Regions from separate parts of the Mus musculus genome. Here regions 1, 3 and 4 are each linked to region 2. Evidence: chromatin contacts called from public HiCAR-type, Micro-C and promoter capture Hi-C data. All regions are on one chromosome and are shown on one strand. Each heading gives the region's core, a stretch centred on a gene start, on an enhancer-like site or on the middle of the called end of the contact. The rest is flanking DNA. Distances are from core to core; before and after follow the strand shown.

Evidence for each region. Promoter capture Hi-C pulls out the DNA fragments that hold promoters and counts their contacts. A called contact is a pair of places that touch in the nucleus more often than the background predicts. HiCAR-type assays count read pairs that join an accessible place to other places.
Region 1: a HiCAR-type map of astrocytes shows a contact between it and region 2, with 2.7 times the contacts expected there. The contact joins the promoter of Tmeff2 here to the promoter of Myo1b in region 2. A contact is called at or near these places in 1 of 39 promoter capture datasets (cranial neural crest) and 1 of 115 datasets of contacts at active chromatin or transcription factors (astrocytes).
Region 3: a Micro-C map of embryonic stem cells shows a contact between it and region 2, with 6 times the contacts expected there. The contact joins the promoter of Nab1 here to the promoter of Myo1b in region 2. A contact is called at or near these places in 1 of 39 promoter capture datasets (liver), 1 of 484 Hi-C or Micro-C datasets (embryonic stem cells) and 1 of 115 datasets of contacts at active chromatin or transcription factors (pancreatic cancer cells).
Region 4: a promoter capture Hi-C map of liver shows a contact between it and region 2, with 2.3 times the contacts expected there. The contact joins the promoter of Inpp1 here to the promoter of Myo1b in region 2. A contact is called at or near these places in 3 of 39 promoter capture datasets (cranial neural crest and liver).

Annotation. Positions count from the first base shown.
Region 1 is chr1:50,926,026-50,929,410 of GRCm38.p6, reverse strand. Tmeff2 (transmembrane protein with EGF-like and two follistatin-like domains 2) reads right to left here and starts at 1,888. Exons shown (of 10, transcript NM_019790.4): 1 at 1,292-1,888. The coding sequence starts at 1,463.
Region 2 is chr1:51,914,283-51,917,294 of GRCm38.p6, reverse strand. It overlaps Myo1b (myosin IB), which reads left to right and starts at 1,317. Exons shown (of 31, transcript NM_001161817.2): 1 at 1,317-1,534. Gm33795 (a long non-coding RNA gene) reads right to left here and starts at 1,133. Exons shown (of 3, transcript XR_001778914.2): 1 at 791-1,133; 2 at 372-554; 3 at 1-297.
Region 3 is chr1:52,499,169-52,502,109 of GRCm38.p6, reverse strand. Nab1 (Ngfi-A binding protein 1) reads left to right here and starts at 1,662. Exons shown (of 8, transcript NM_008667.3): 1 at 1,662-1,900.
Region 4 is chr1:52,816,308-52,819,368 of GRCm38.p6, reverse strand. Inpp1 (inositol polyphosphate-1-phosphatase) reads left to right here and starts at 1,681. Exons shown (of 6, transcript NM_008384.2): 1 at 1,681-1,967.

The DNA.
Region 1 (3,385 bases), core at 639-3,138, 990 kb after region 2:
ACTAAAATGAAATGTTATAAACACACTTGCTAAAACAAGACCAGATTAGACCATGGAGACAATGACCATGTGTGCTTATAGAGTTTAAAATGCCAAAGAAATTACACTATGATTCTTCAGGTAAACTAGACACTCTGATACTGAAATGTAAAACCAGCCAGTAAGAGTGCAGTAACTTCGATCTTTGGGCCCCTTTCAATTAGAGGCTTCAATAGCATGCAGGTGTCAAGCTTCAGTATTCTGACAGAGACTGAATGAGCAAGAGGACTGCCTGACAATGAAACCCAGTGCAGAAGTGAAGGGGTTGGGACCTGCCATGGTAGGGTCACTGTGCTCTCAGAAGAGAGTCTATCAGCCTTGGGGCATGCCCATTCTGGCGTGGGGGAGGGGGCGGGGATCTATGTTTGCTTCTTTCTCAACTTCTGTCCTCCACATAAGAACTTGGATGGGCATACTTTGGCTACAAAATCAATGTCTTTCAAAGTCAATGGCATTTGCAGCCAAAGGAAGAGAGAAGAGAGTGGGGGTGGGGGTGAAAGGAGAGAAGAAAAGGGAGGGAGAGGGAGCGCTAGAGAGAGCAAAAGAGAGAGCTAGGGAGGTATAGACAGAACAAGCTAGAGGAGAAAAGAGAAAGAAAAGGGGGAGGAAGAGGAGAGGGGAGGAGAGGAGAGGAGAAGGGAGGGCAGGGGAGGGGAGGGGAGGGGAGGAGAGGAGAGGAGAGGAGGAAGAGAGAGAGAGAGAGAGAGAGAGAGAGAGAGAGAGAGAGAGAGAGAGAGAGAGAGAGAGAGAGACTCCGTTCCTGGAAACTTGCCTCCTTAGAATTATCTGTGGCCCAGTGCTGACTAGAAAACCCCTGCATTCAGAAGCATTTTCGGCAGCCTTAACAGTTTCCCTGCAGTCATCATTTGATTTATTGCTTTCTTGATTGTTCTTTCTCATAAAGTTATTTTTCGCACATCCAGGCTAGACTCTTTTATTTTTATTTTTATTTTTTTTAATGATGGGAAATGTTCTGCGTTAGTGTTTTCCCCCAGGATGGAGAACTACCTCTGTAGTATTTCTCTAAATCCTCCGATTTGAAAGGGGCAAACATCTATGGTTCCCCACACCTGTACTTTGTTCCTATCCCAGCACGCCCAGCCTTAGCTGAAGCAGTTCTCAATGTTTCTCAGGATTGAGGTGGGAAGTTCTGGGTTTCAGGCAGTGGCTGGGCAGACATATGAGAGTAGACAGGTCTGTGCGGGTTCCGCGCTTGGAGAAGTGAAGTAGAGGGCTGAGGGTCTGGACTTACCGGAGCAGTTCCAGCCGGTGGGCGTTTGGCAGTCACTTAAGGAGGTAGGGAAAGCAGCGAGTTTTACCGGGCGGGCTATGATAAGCAGCGTCACGGGCAGCAGCAGCAGCCAGCAGAAGCCCTCGCAAAGTGTCCAGCTGCTGCACTGCCGCGGGGACTCCCACAGCACCATGACTACTTCGCGCAACTCTGCAGCAACCAAAGGCTTCTGAAGAACACGGGATCGCAGGGGCCACGCAGCGGGCTACTGAGCATCCCGCGGACCGCGGCAGCAGAGGAGGGGGCGGCGGCAGGGACAGCCGGCGGTGATACTGCGACCAAAGGAGAGCATGATCTCCGGAGTTTCAGCAACATCCAGTGACCGGGCTCAGCCTGCGGAGTGAGAGGATAGTCCGCTGAGAAGCTGCGCCCCCGATGCAAGGAGCTGCTGCCATAAGGAACAGGGTCGGGGCAAAGGAGGAGCAGGAGACAGAAACCAGGGTGCGGAGAGGAGGCGGCCAATCGGCCGAAGAGAAGAGCGCGACCAGACTGGGTGGAGGGACAGTCACAGCGCCCCGCAGCCCAGCCGCCGCCTCTCGCGCTCTGCCGCCCGCATCCCTCTGGCGTTTGGGAAGCAGCAGGTCCTTAGCCCGCCCGGGGTCACGTGGGAAGCGGCAGTCGGACTCTGATTGGCGGAGCGCGATGCAGGTCCCGGGAGGGAGGGGTCGGTGAGGAGGTGCAAGGAGGAGGCGGCCACTGATGCCACAGATGGGCTAGTTCTCTAGGCTCTAACCCGAGTGGGTCTAGGCGGGATGGCTCCTGGGAGAAGCTCAGGCTTCAGGGCGGCTACTCCCACGTTCTTTCTCCCACTTGCCTGGCTTCTCTGCTCCATGACGCCCCCTACTGTGTGCGAGGTCCAGGCTCGCGCCTCTCTTCTGTGCGTGACCCCGGGCTGACAGCACCCGCTGCGGCTGGGTGGCCTTGTCTTCCAGCTGGATGTGGTGGGGGCGGAGTAGGTGGAGGACCCGCAGCCACAGGGCAATAGGGGAAGCGGGTAGGGAGCAGAGGGCGTCCCGTTGGCGCCGCCGGTCCGGGAAAGAGATCCAGGCTGGGCATGTCCTGGTAGCTTAAGAAGCATTAGGATGCTTCTCTAGGCGGTGGCAGAGAAAAGAGGGCAAGAGGCGGCAGTGCGAGAGCCAAAAGACTCTGGTGGCTTAAAGCAGCAGCAGCAGCTAGCTCCCCGAGCAAGCCCGACAGTGCTCGCCAGGCTGGAGCAGCCAGTTTCGCTGGCTCTCCCCATTCTCCCTGTGCCTCCTATCCCTTCCAGGCTCTCCGCAGCTCAGCCTGCTAGATTTGATTCTCTTTCCCTGGAGCTCTTTGGTAAGGTACAGACCGGAACCTATTTGTGGGGCTGTCTAAAAGGTTCAACAAAATGTTGTTGGAAGGTCAATTTTGGTCTGGACAGGAGGCCGGAGGAGCAGCGAGAGACTTCTCTGAATCCAAGCTGAGAATGGGTTACAGGGCGAATCCACAGAGAAGCGGCATCCCGGAGGAGAGCTTGGAGTGATTGGGCGTTAGACTTGGGCGTTTTACACCTTGTCTGTGGATCCCCAGCTACCTGGGAGAGGCAAGGGAGCCTAGCCCGGCAGGAGTCACTACCTCCGCTTGGTTCTCCTTAGCCCCAGCAGAAACAGCAGAGAGATATCAGCCTTCCTTCTGCTGCACTCCACGCAGTTAGACACACTCTTTAGCTTAATGGCATGTTAGTTCTCAGGGCCCAGAGCTTTTTGGGACATAGATGGAGAGAAGAGTCTGTCTCCTACGACTCAGGTCACTACTGCAGTCACAGGGTTCTTGGTGCCTTGCACCAAAGAGGTTTCCTTTTGCGTTTGTATCATTCAGTTATTTATGGTATTTTTTCATTCACATTATACATATATACTCCTGCTCTATTTCTCTTTCCTTTCTCCTTCTCTCCTTCTTCCTTTCTTTCAAAAGCTTTCCCCTTTCTCTTTCTTTAAATTTCCTTGTATCGCCCTCCCATAACCTCCTGAATCTTGACTAAGAGCATTGTTTGATAGCATCTAACAAGCAATTAACGAGCTTAACCAACCA
Region 2 (3,012 bases), core at 68-2,567:
CACATGGCTGGGACAGTGAGCAGATGCGGGCACTCTTAGTCTGGAATATATGGCTATACCTGGCTTCTGTGTGCTCCCTCACAGTGAGAGAGAGAGAGAGAGAGAGAGAGAGAAAGAGAGAGAGAGAGAGAGAGAGAGAGAGAGAGAGAGAGAGAGCTGGGTTGGTCATACCACCAACTGTATCCCATTTGTTAGAATTCAGTCCAGCCTGTATTCAAGAGGAGGGCAATCAAATGGCACTCCTCAATGAGAGGTGTACCAAAGAATTTGTGGAGGTTCTCCATAGTTGTATATAAGCTGGAAGGAAGAAAAAAAAGCTCTCAGACTTTGTTTGTCCTGGCCTCAAAAACAAAAATTGAAAAGTAACTTACCTCACAGGTTTTTGTGAAGATTAAATAAAATTGTATCCACTACTCAAAATATGTTAGCTTAAACCATTACCATGCCGACTGAAGACCTAACTGATGCTGGTTCCGTCAATGATGCTAGAATTCCCAGCAGGTCAGTTTGTAGAGGAGGGTCTTGGTAGCCTCTGAGAAGTCCTGGGGCCTGTGCTGGAGGGACAGAGTGACTATATAAGGTTGGAAATCTTTGGTTCGCCTCCTTTCAGTGACAGTATCCAGATATAGGTCAGTGCACTTAAACCTGGCCCCATTTATGGCAATTTATTTCATTATAGGATAAAGTCGTCAGATTCATGAGTAATAATTACTGTGTCTGCCGCGCTTTTAACACCCCAGCCATGTAATCCTCACCTCACCCCATGAGTAAGTTTGATGAACACCCTTACCTCTTCCAGGAACAAGCCAGACCCAGGGTCATGTGGCTTGTCCCGAATCCCAGCGTGGTGAAGACACCTGGAGTGAGAAGCTGGGAGTCCTGAGTCTTCAGACCCTCTACCATGGCCAAGTGATTGCCAGTCATTGCTCAGTACCTAATGGTATATTCAATATGTATGTCAGTGACAGAGACAATAAAAGCCTCACATGGCAGGCCATTTTCTCTTCCATTAAATTGTCATTTTGTGATATTTTTGGGCACCCAAACTTGGACCTAGGAGGGTAGGCAATGTGGAGAAGAATATTCTCTCTGCTGAGGTTCGCGCCCAGGCTCTTGCAGCTGTTCGGCTCTGCATCTCTGGTCTGCAGTTCGCGGATCATGCAGTGGCCAAGGTGAAGGGCCAGTGCGCTTTCCTGGGTGTCCCCGCCCGCCGGGTGCTCACCGGGGGGCGCTGTGCGGCCTGCGCGCCTGGGTGAACCGCGGCCAGGGAGCGAGGGGCGCGTCCGGGCGGTGAGGTCGCCGCCCCCGCCGGGAGAGGGGAGTGGCCGCGCCGCCGCCGCGCCTCTAGCCAGCGCACTCGGAGCCCAGCCGGCGGACGCGGTGTGGGTGCACTGAACGCACGGTCGGCTGAGCGGCGCGGGATCCCCGGCAGCAACTGTGGCACAAGCCCCGCATCGGATCTGACCCGCGTTCCCCAGGCGGCGGCCAGCGAGCAGCACGCGGAGACGGAGTGGCCGAGCGGTTGCCGGGCGAGGTACGCTGCACTCCCCCGTGCCGGCTCCCTTCCCGCCCGTGCCTTTGTGCGCGCGGCCCCAGGCTCAGCCGCAGCCTGCAATCCCGGGTCATCAGCTCCCGGGGCGCTCCTGTGGGGCGCGGAGGCACTCCACCGTGAACCCACGCGCGCTCGAGGTCGTCGAGGGTGATCGCGGCCCCGTGTGGCTTCGGGGGCGGCAGGAGAGGGAAGGGGCTTACAAACTAAGTTGTTCTCTCACTTTGTGTTATTGGCTTCCTACCTACGGGCACTGGGGAACCCTGCTTCCCGCGGGCCCACTCGCATCCCCCTCCATCCCTCTGGCCCACTGGAGTTTCCCGGCCCCAGGTTCTATGGAAGGACAAGCTTATGGCTTCCTGTGGGAAGGAGAAGCGGAGGTGGAGGCGGAGGTGGAACAATGGGGCGTCCTGGGGAGTGGGGTTCAGGTGCGGTGTGCCCCGGCCGCGGCGCACCCGGAGGGGCGACCGGACCCGATGGATCGCCCTGCGAGTGCAGCTGCGCTCCGCTCCTTTGTTCCGCCACAGCGGAGGGGGCTGCCCCGGGTCCCGTTTCCTGCCCGGGATGGGATTGATTCACAGTCCCAGAGAGGCAAGGGGAAGGGGGCGGGGCTCGAATGGAAACCAGACTGGGAACGGGAGCCCTGCAGGGCGCTGGGCTGGGTGGAGCTCTGGGGAGGGGGTAATGAGAGTGCGTTGGAGTTAATTACAAACACAACCTTCTGTCTAAAGGCCTGTGGAGTTTATTTGCGGTGCTTTGTTCATACTACGGCCTAGCACTAATTGGTGCAGCAAGTTCTGTTCTTTCTTGAAGTTCTAGGCTCTGGCTATGGGAGTTTGCTGAAGGCAGATCTTGTTATTTATAACGGACGAAGAGGGCTTCTTTTGTTTTGTTTGTTTTGTTTTGAAATATTTTTCACAATGAATCAGGATATATGTGTGCATGTGTATCTGTGGATTTTATTGTGGCTCGGATAGGCTAACAAACTAAACCCCAAAGCGGGCGTGGTGGTGCACGCCTTTAATCCCAGCACTTGGGAGGCAGAGGCAGGCGGATTTCTGAGCTCAAGGCCAGCCTGGTCTACAAAGTGAGTTCCAGGACAGCCAGGGCTATACAGAGAAACCCTGTCTAAGAAGAAAACAAACAAACAAACAAACAAACAACCAAAACCAAACCAAAAACCAAAAAACTTTTTGAGACATGGTTTATTCCCTGGTTGACCTGAAACTCAGAGATACTGCCTGCTTTTGCCCTCTGAGAGCTGAGACTAAAGGTGTGCACTACCACACCCTGTTAGGTGTGTATAGAACCATTTTTGACAAAAAATAGTTTTCTCCGTTATCATACAGTTCAGTTAGGATGCTTTTCCAAGAACATTTGGGGCCTGGGAAGCACCAGGAAATCAGATTGCTAAATAAATGAGTAAGATGATGCAAGATTCTTTTTCATTGGTCCCAGAAGAA
Region 3 (2,941 bases), core at 413-2,912, 580 kb before region 2:
CACACTATCTAATGTGCCCAGAACATAAACAAGGAAGGACTTGAGTGGTTAACTGTAAAAAGGATCAGCCCCAGACACATTTCCTTGTCGGTATAGCCTTCAGCAGGGCAGAAGCACGCCCTACCGGAGCACAGCATGCAATTTGGACTCAATTCTGGAGAACGCTGTGCAGTGCAGGTGAGCTCACCAAGTTGACTAATCACTAACTGCGTGGCATAAAGCTACACGCACCCCTCCCCCTAGGCTTTTCAGAAGCAACAATGTTTGCAAACCATCAGAGTTCCCAGTGAAGAATTAGAAGAATTTTGCGGATTTCATTGCTCGACTACCCATTAACCTCTACCTTTCCACACCGGCCAAGAAATTGTCTCAGTAGCCCTGACTGTACTACAACCACCCAAATTAAATTCCTCTTCGCTGAGCAGGAGCATAAACACTGACAATTGGAGTGGCAGGGAGACACTTGTAGCTGTTATTTCTTCTGAAGAATTTGAGGAACTAAGAATAATTATTTAAAATACCAACTATTCTAGACAGGCTTGTCACTAACAGGGAAGATATTTCAGCTTAAATGTATACTTAACCATGTAACTATATGTTTATATATTTATGCATTTAAGTACATATCTATTCCATTGACATCACTCATTTGTAGAACATGTTTTTACAAAAAGAAAAAATGGTTTATTTAATAAGGTCTTTTTCTTTCAATATTATCATCCCACCCATTGTTGCAACATAAAGATGTGGTTTAAAGAATTTCTCTTCTCAAAGAATGCCTTGTATCCCCTTCAACCAAGTAGGCACACTCTGGGAGGCCAGCCAGGAAGTGGGAACGGCCTCCTATATAAAACTGGATTTTTATATGTACATTAAAACAGGATTCTACCTGTATTGCAGTAAGAGCACACCATTAAAACTTGAATTCTTTTCTTTGAAACCCCCTCCCCAAGGAAGGCAAAAATAGATTTAATTTTTTTCCCCTTAAAATTTTGGCAATAGCTTTAGCTTTTGAGGTGCTGTAACACTTTCTTTGGCTAGAAAAGTTTATGCAAACCAAGCTCAAAATGTCTACACCTTGCCTTAAGAACTCTATTTTGACACGCTCAAGACAGCACCAGGAGTGTGTCATTTGCCTACAGGAAGACAACAGAGAATGGCCTGTAAAGTAACACAAGGTTTCCAGACATGAAAAGGGTGTCATTAAGCCACCAGGCCAGAGTTTCCCTTTCCTCCCTCCTCAAACCAGGCCTGGGCGAGGGTGGGGACAGGGTGGAGTGGGCGAGGAGGGACAGGTCCGCACCGCACCTGCGGTTCTGTACCCCCCCCACCCCCTCCCTCCTGGGCGGGCCCGGTGCGGGGCTTGGCAGGCAGCGCTGTCCGCGGATCCACGGAAGCCTCCTCCTCCTCCGACCCGCGCGCGCGCCCCCACCCGCGCGCTCCCAGCTGCCGTGGGAATGGGCCACCCCCGGGACCGCGCCGAGCCTCAGCCCCGCCGGCCCCCACCCCCGCCCCGCGGCCGCCCACGCCGGGATCTGCGTCACTCGGCCGCGCGTGGGCGGGAGCCGGAGCGGCGAATGGAGCAAGAGCGGAATCTCCCGATGTGACAGCGCGCGGGGCGGGGCGGGGGCGGCGGAGGTGGCGGGGGAGGGAGAGGGAGAGGCCGAGGGAGGGGCGGCGGGAGAGGCCTAGGGAGGGCGCCCGGGGCCGCCGCCGCCCGCCTCCGCCCGAGCCTCCGCCCGCGCGACCGAGCGAGCGCCGTCGGGGCGGGCGGGGGACGGAGCGCGCGCCCACCGCGTCCCTGCCCCCCTCGATGGGCGCGGGGGCGTCCCGGCCGCCGCAGCCGCCGCAGGAGCCCGGCAGAGCCGTCGTCGCGGAGCGCGCCGCAGCTGCGGGCCGCGTAGGTACCGGGAGGGCCTCGAGATGGAGCGGGGGGCGCGGACGCGTGGCTCGGCGGGGCCGTCGCGTCCTGCCGGGCGGGGGGCGCGGGCTGTGCGGGGAGGACGCGCTCGCGGGCCCGCGTGGGGTGCCAGCTCCGGGGCGACCAGGGACTTCCGAAAAGTGCCGCTGAGTCTCCGCTTTCTTCCTGTTATCCGCCCCTTCCTACTGTAGTTGTGTTTTCAGAGCGGAAGGAGAGTTTTGCTTGGAAGTGGCTTTCAGAAACTTGGCACCCAGGTGCAGGGAAGCGGGAGTCGCCGAGCCTTTGAGGCTGAGTGGGGAATGTGCAGACACGTGTAGGACAGAGAAGCTTTGGACGCAGGTGTGTGACCTTACGGGGACAGACACCGAAGTACGGTCAACCCGGGAGATCTGCAAGGAATCTCCTGGGTAGAGCTGGAATTTGCGTCTGTAGGTTGAGCTGACCAAGTTTTGCAGCGGGCGACCAGCGGGAACCGTGCCCTGGCTCAGGGAGGCTTGGGAAATTTTGGATTGCCTGCTAATTTACAATTTGATCCGAAAGAGCTGGTTTGGAGTAAGTTGTCACTACCGATTGGTTTGCCAGTGACGTGCCTGCCAACTTTACGGAGTGCAAAGATCAGAATCTCTAAGGAGATTCTAAGATCTCGTATAAAAATATTTTGGCAGTTTTAATAGTTAATATTAGATTGCATAGGAGCAGAGGAACCGAATTTAAAATAAGATTAGTCACATCCGAAATGGTTCGCTGTTTTGTACACGCAGCGAATTACCCTTTTTAAATATTCACTTTTTGAAAAATCTTTCTTTGTACAATATATGTTATGACATTTATAATTCATCTGCCGGTTTTAAGAAGAGATACTGGAGAGAGGATGTATAGGGTCCATTGTATCGGATAGCCGACCAGGGTGGAGGCTATCTTCCTGAGATTCAAAGAGCTGCTTCACACCCAGCTTCTGTGCCAGCACAAGTGACTTGGATTGAAGGTTTCTTCCTCCAGCTTGCATCTTTTGAGACATTT
Region 4 (3,061 bases), core at 432-2,931, 900 kb before region 2:
TGTATGTGAGCACACAGGTGTGCTGTGGCGCATAAATGGAGGCCAGAGCACAATTTTGGGGAGTCAGTCCTCTCTATTCACCATGTGGGTACCAGAAATCCAAGTGAGTTCATCAGGCTTGGTGGCATGCACTTTTACCTGCTGTGCCATCTCATCAGTTATGAGGTAAGACTTACCAGTTATCCAGCTCTTATAGCTGTGTGTTAGAGCTGCAAGAGACTGCTGCAATAGCAATGGCAGCCATAAACATGGAATTCTAAAAGTTTGTGGATTGACATCTAGATCCGGTTTGGTAAAAGGGTCACTAAGTGTGAGTGGCAAAGTTGACAGTGAGGAGGAGGAAATGTGCCTTGATCACCAGCAGTTTGCTCCAAGTGTTAATAGAGATCAGAGCAAGCAAGTGATCCAGTGAGATACGTATTGTAGGGTGGTCTCTGCACCTGCAGAGAAATGGGCTAGAGTCATAGCTCCTACTCTAGCCCCTCCCCAGTTCTGCTCCTAGATACAAATCTACTCCCATTTCCTTATGGTAAATGTCACATTTATATTATTCCTTGATTTTGCTGTCATGGATATGATTTCATAATTAATATCAGCTGTAACACCAAGAATGGACTTAAGAGAATGGAACTAAAGGACAATATGAGGATCTAGGCATGGTAGCACCCATCTGTACTCCCAGCACCCAGAAGGCAGAAGCAGGAGGATAGCGAATTTGAGGCCAGCAAGGGTTATAAAGTGAGACTCTTACCAAAAACAAAACAAAACAAAGTAAAAGTGAGAAAGAAGGCTGAATCCACTGAACCTGTGAGTGAATGGAAGGCGGATGGGGAATGGAAGTGGGTGAGGTGCCATCGCAGTACTGCGCATAAATAAATGGGAGCTTGGGGAGAGGTTGATGAGAAAGCCTGCAGGCTAGAATTGTTGAAGTGCTTCCCAGTTCCAGCCACAGAATAAATCACAGGGAAGCCGGATAAATCTTACCAGGACAGAAGGGCCCAGAGCACTCACAGAGACTCTGAGCCCCTTCTATCCCAAAGTTGAATGTTGCCCTTTTTAAAATTCTTACCCTTGCTGCCCTTTGTCCATCACCACCCATTTCTATTTCCACCTACCACTCCCAACTATATCTTTAAGTCACACTGAGCATTAGTTTAAAAGGGTTGCAGCAAGAGATGAGTTTCCCACCCAACATGTGCTTCTTGCCTGGCTGGGCCTTGACCCACAACTAATAAGGTCCAGAAGACACTGCTTTGACTAAACAAACATGTAGGAACCTAGACGCTTCTATTAGAACAGGGGGACTCATTCTAGCAGGAAGTCCAACTTCACAGCTTCAAACCATCTGTCAAACCCATAACACCAAGGGTTCAAATGAATGGAGGAGGAATATTCTCAAAGACTTTTTGGGTGCTTCTGAAGAAACAATGCACACCAAGAACTGTGGTTGAGGCAACCCTGACCTTTCTGGCCCTCTCAAGCAAATTGACAAAGCTTCACTTGTGACGTCGCGGAGGCCAGACTCAGGCTGGCTGGCGTGGGATGCCCTCGCCCGCCCCAGAAGCAAGAGGCCACCCGCCCCGGGGGAAAGAGGCGGGGCCGGGACCTGGCAGAAACTGGGCTGCACTGCTGGAGCCAAGAGAGGCAGGGCGCCTCCCCGCCTTCGCTGCGGTGACCTCCGGTGTTTTCCTGGCGGCTTGCCCTCCGGCTGTGCCCGCCACAGGAGGATTGCGCCAGGTCCCAGCGCGACCACCTCCAGGCGTTGGCACTCCCTTCCTCCTCTCTCGCCCCTCCTCCGCCTCTTCCGTTTCTCTGGGAAAGGCTGTATCCTCCTTGGGGCTCTGCATCCTCGCTTAGGTAATCCGCTTTCCTGCTTTCGCCACCCCTCCCCGGTGTCCAGCGTCTCCACCTCCGCGCATTTGGGTCCCCGCGAGCCTCGCGCGCTCCATCGCCTCTGCAGAGGGCAGGTGAGTCGGTCTCCGGCCGAAGGCTACTGGCCTCGGCGCCTGGGCCTGCGAGGTACCGGGTCGCTGCATCGAGGCCTCTCCGGCCTGCCCGTGCCCACCCACACAGAGCCCGAACCCCGAACCGAGAGGCTAAGCTCGCGGATCACGCCGCCCCCTTAGCTCTGCAGAAGCCACCGAAAGAAATCCAATCGCCCGCAGAGTAGCTTCTTCTGCTCGGTTCTTTCCATTCCTACCACTAGCCTCTAGGTTGAATGAGGTGATCTGAGAATGGTCAGAAGCAGAGGCCCAGGTTCCACGGGTAGGTGGCGTAGCTGTCAAGAAGTAGGGGAGCAGTTTGCCTGAGAGATGCTTCTAACGTGGATCCACGTTGACTGTCTCTAGAGACCCATTGGATGGGTGTAGACTAAACAGTCCGGGGGTATATTTTTTCTACATTTTGAAGTATGGTTTTGTGAGACATGTCTAGGCAGTGGGTGTGGACAGCATAGAAGGGTGTCATCTAAATTATCTAACCTGGCTTTGGTAAAAATCATATGGACTGTCAGACATGAGGTGTGAAAGAAAAATCTAGGGAATACACGTTAACAAGCGCGGTGTGTACTTTGGAGATTTCTGTCCTTAAAACTAGGACCGGAACACGTGGAAGTTTGCCCACTGTGTGAGGGTGTTCGCGTCAAAAGGACTGCGGCTTGAGGCCGTGCGGACAGGACTCTTAATATATATGTATCCCATGCAGAATGAATCTTTCTGTTTTGTTTTGTTTTGCTTTGCTTTTTTGGCTCCTTGCCCTTAATTCCCAGTTTTAATCAGATGGTAAGACTTAGGTCCACCCACCTGGTAACAATCTAAGGAAGAAAACAACCCCAGGGACTACTTTTGGCTGATGGACTAGCAAGATGACCTCAGTCAGGCATCTGAAAGTACAGAATGAAAGGGAAAATACAGGCAACGGGAAAGCCGATTTTAACCCCTGCACGTGCCTGTTTGCTGTTTTCTTAAGAACTTACATTTAAAGGACTTTTATAATACTTTTGCAGTTAATTCTTAGCAATGAAGAAGACTGTGTAAGACACATAAAGTTACACTTCAGTTTT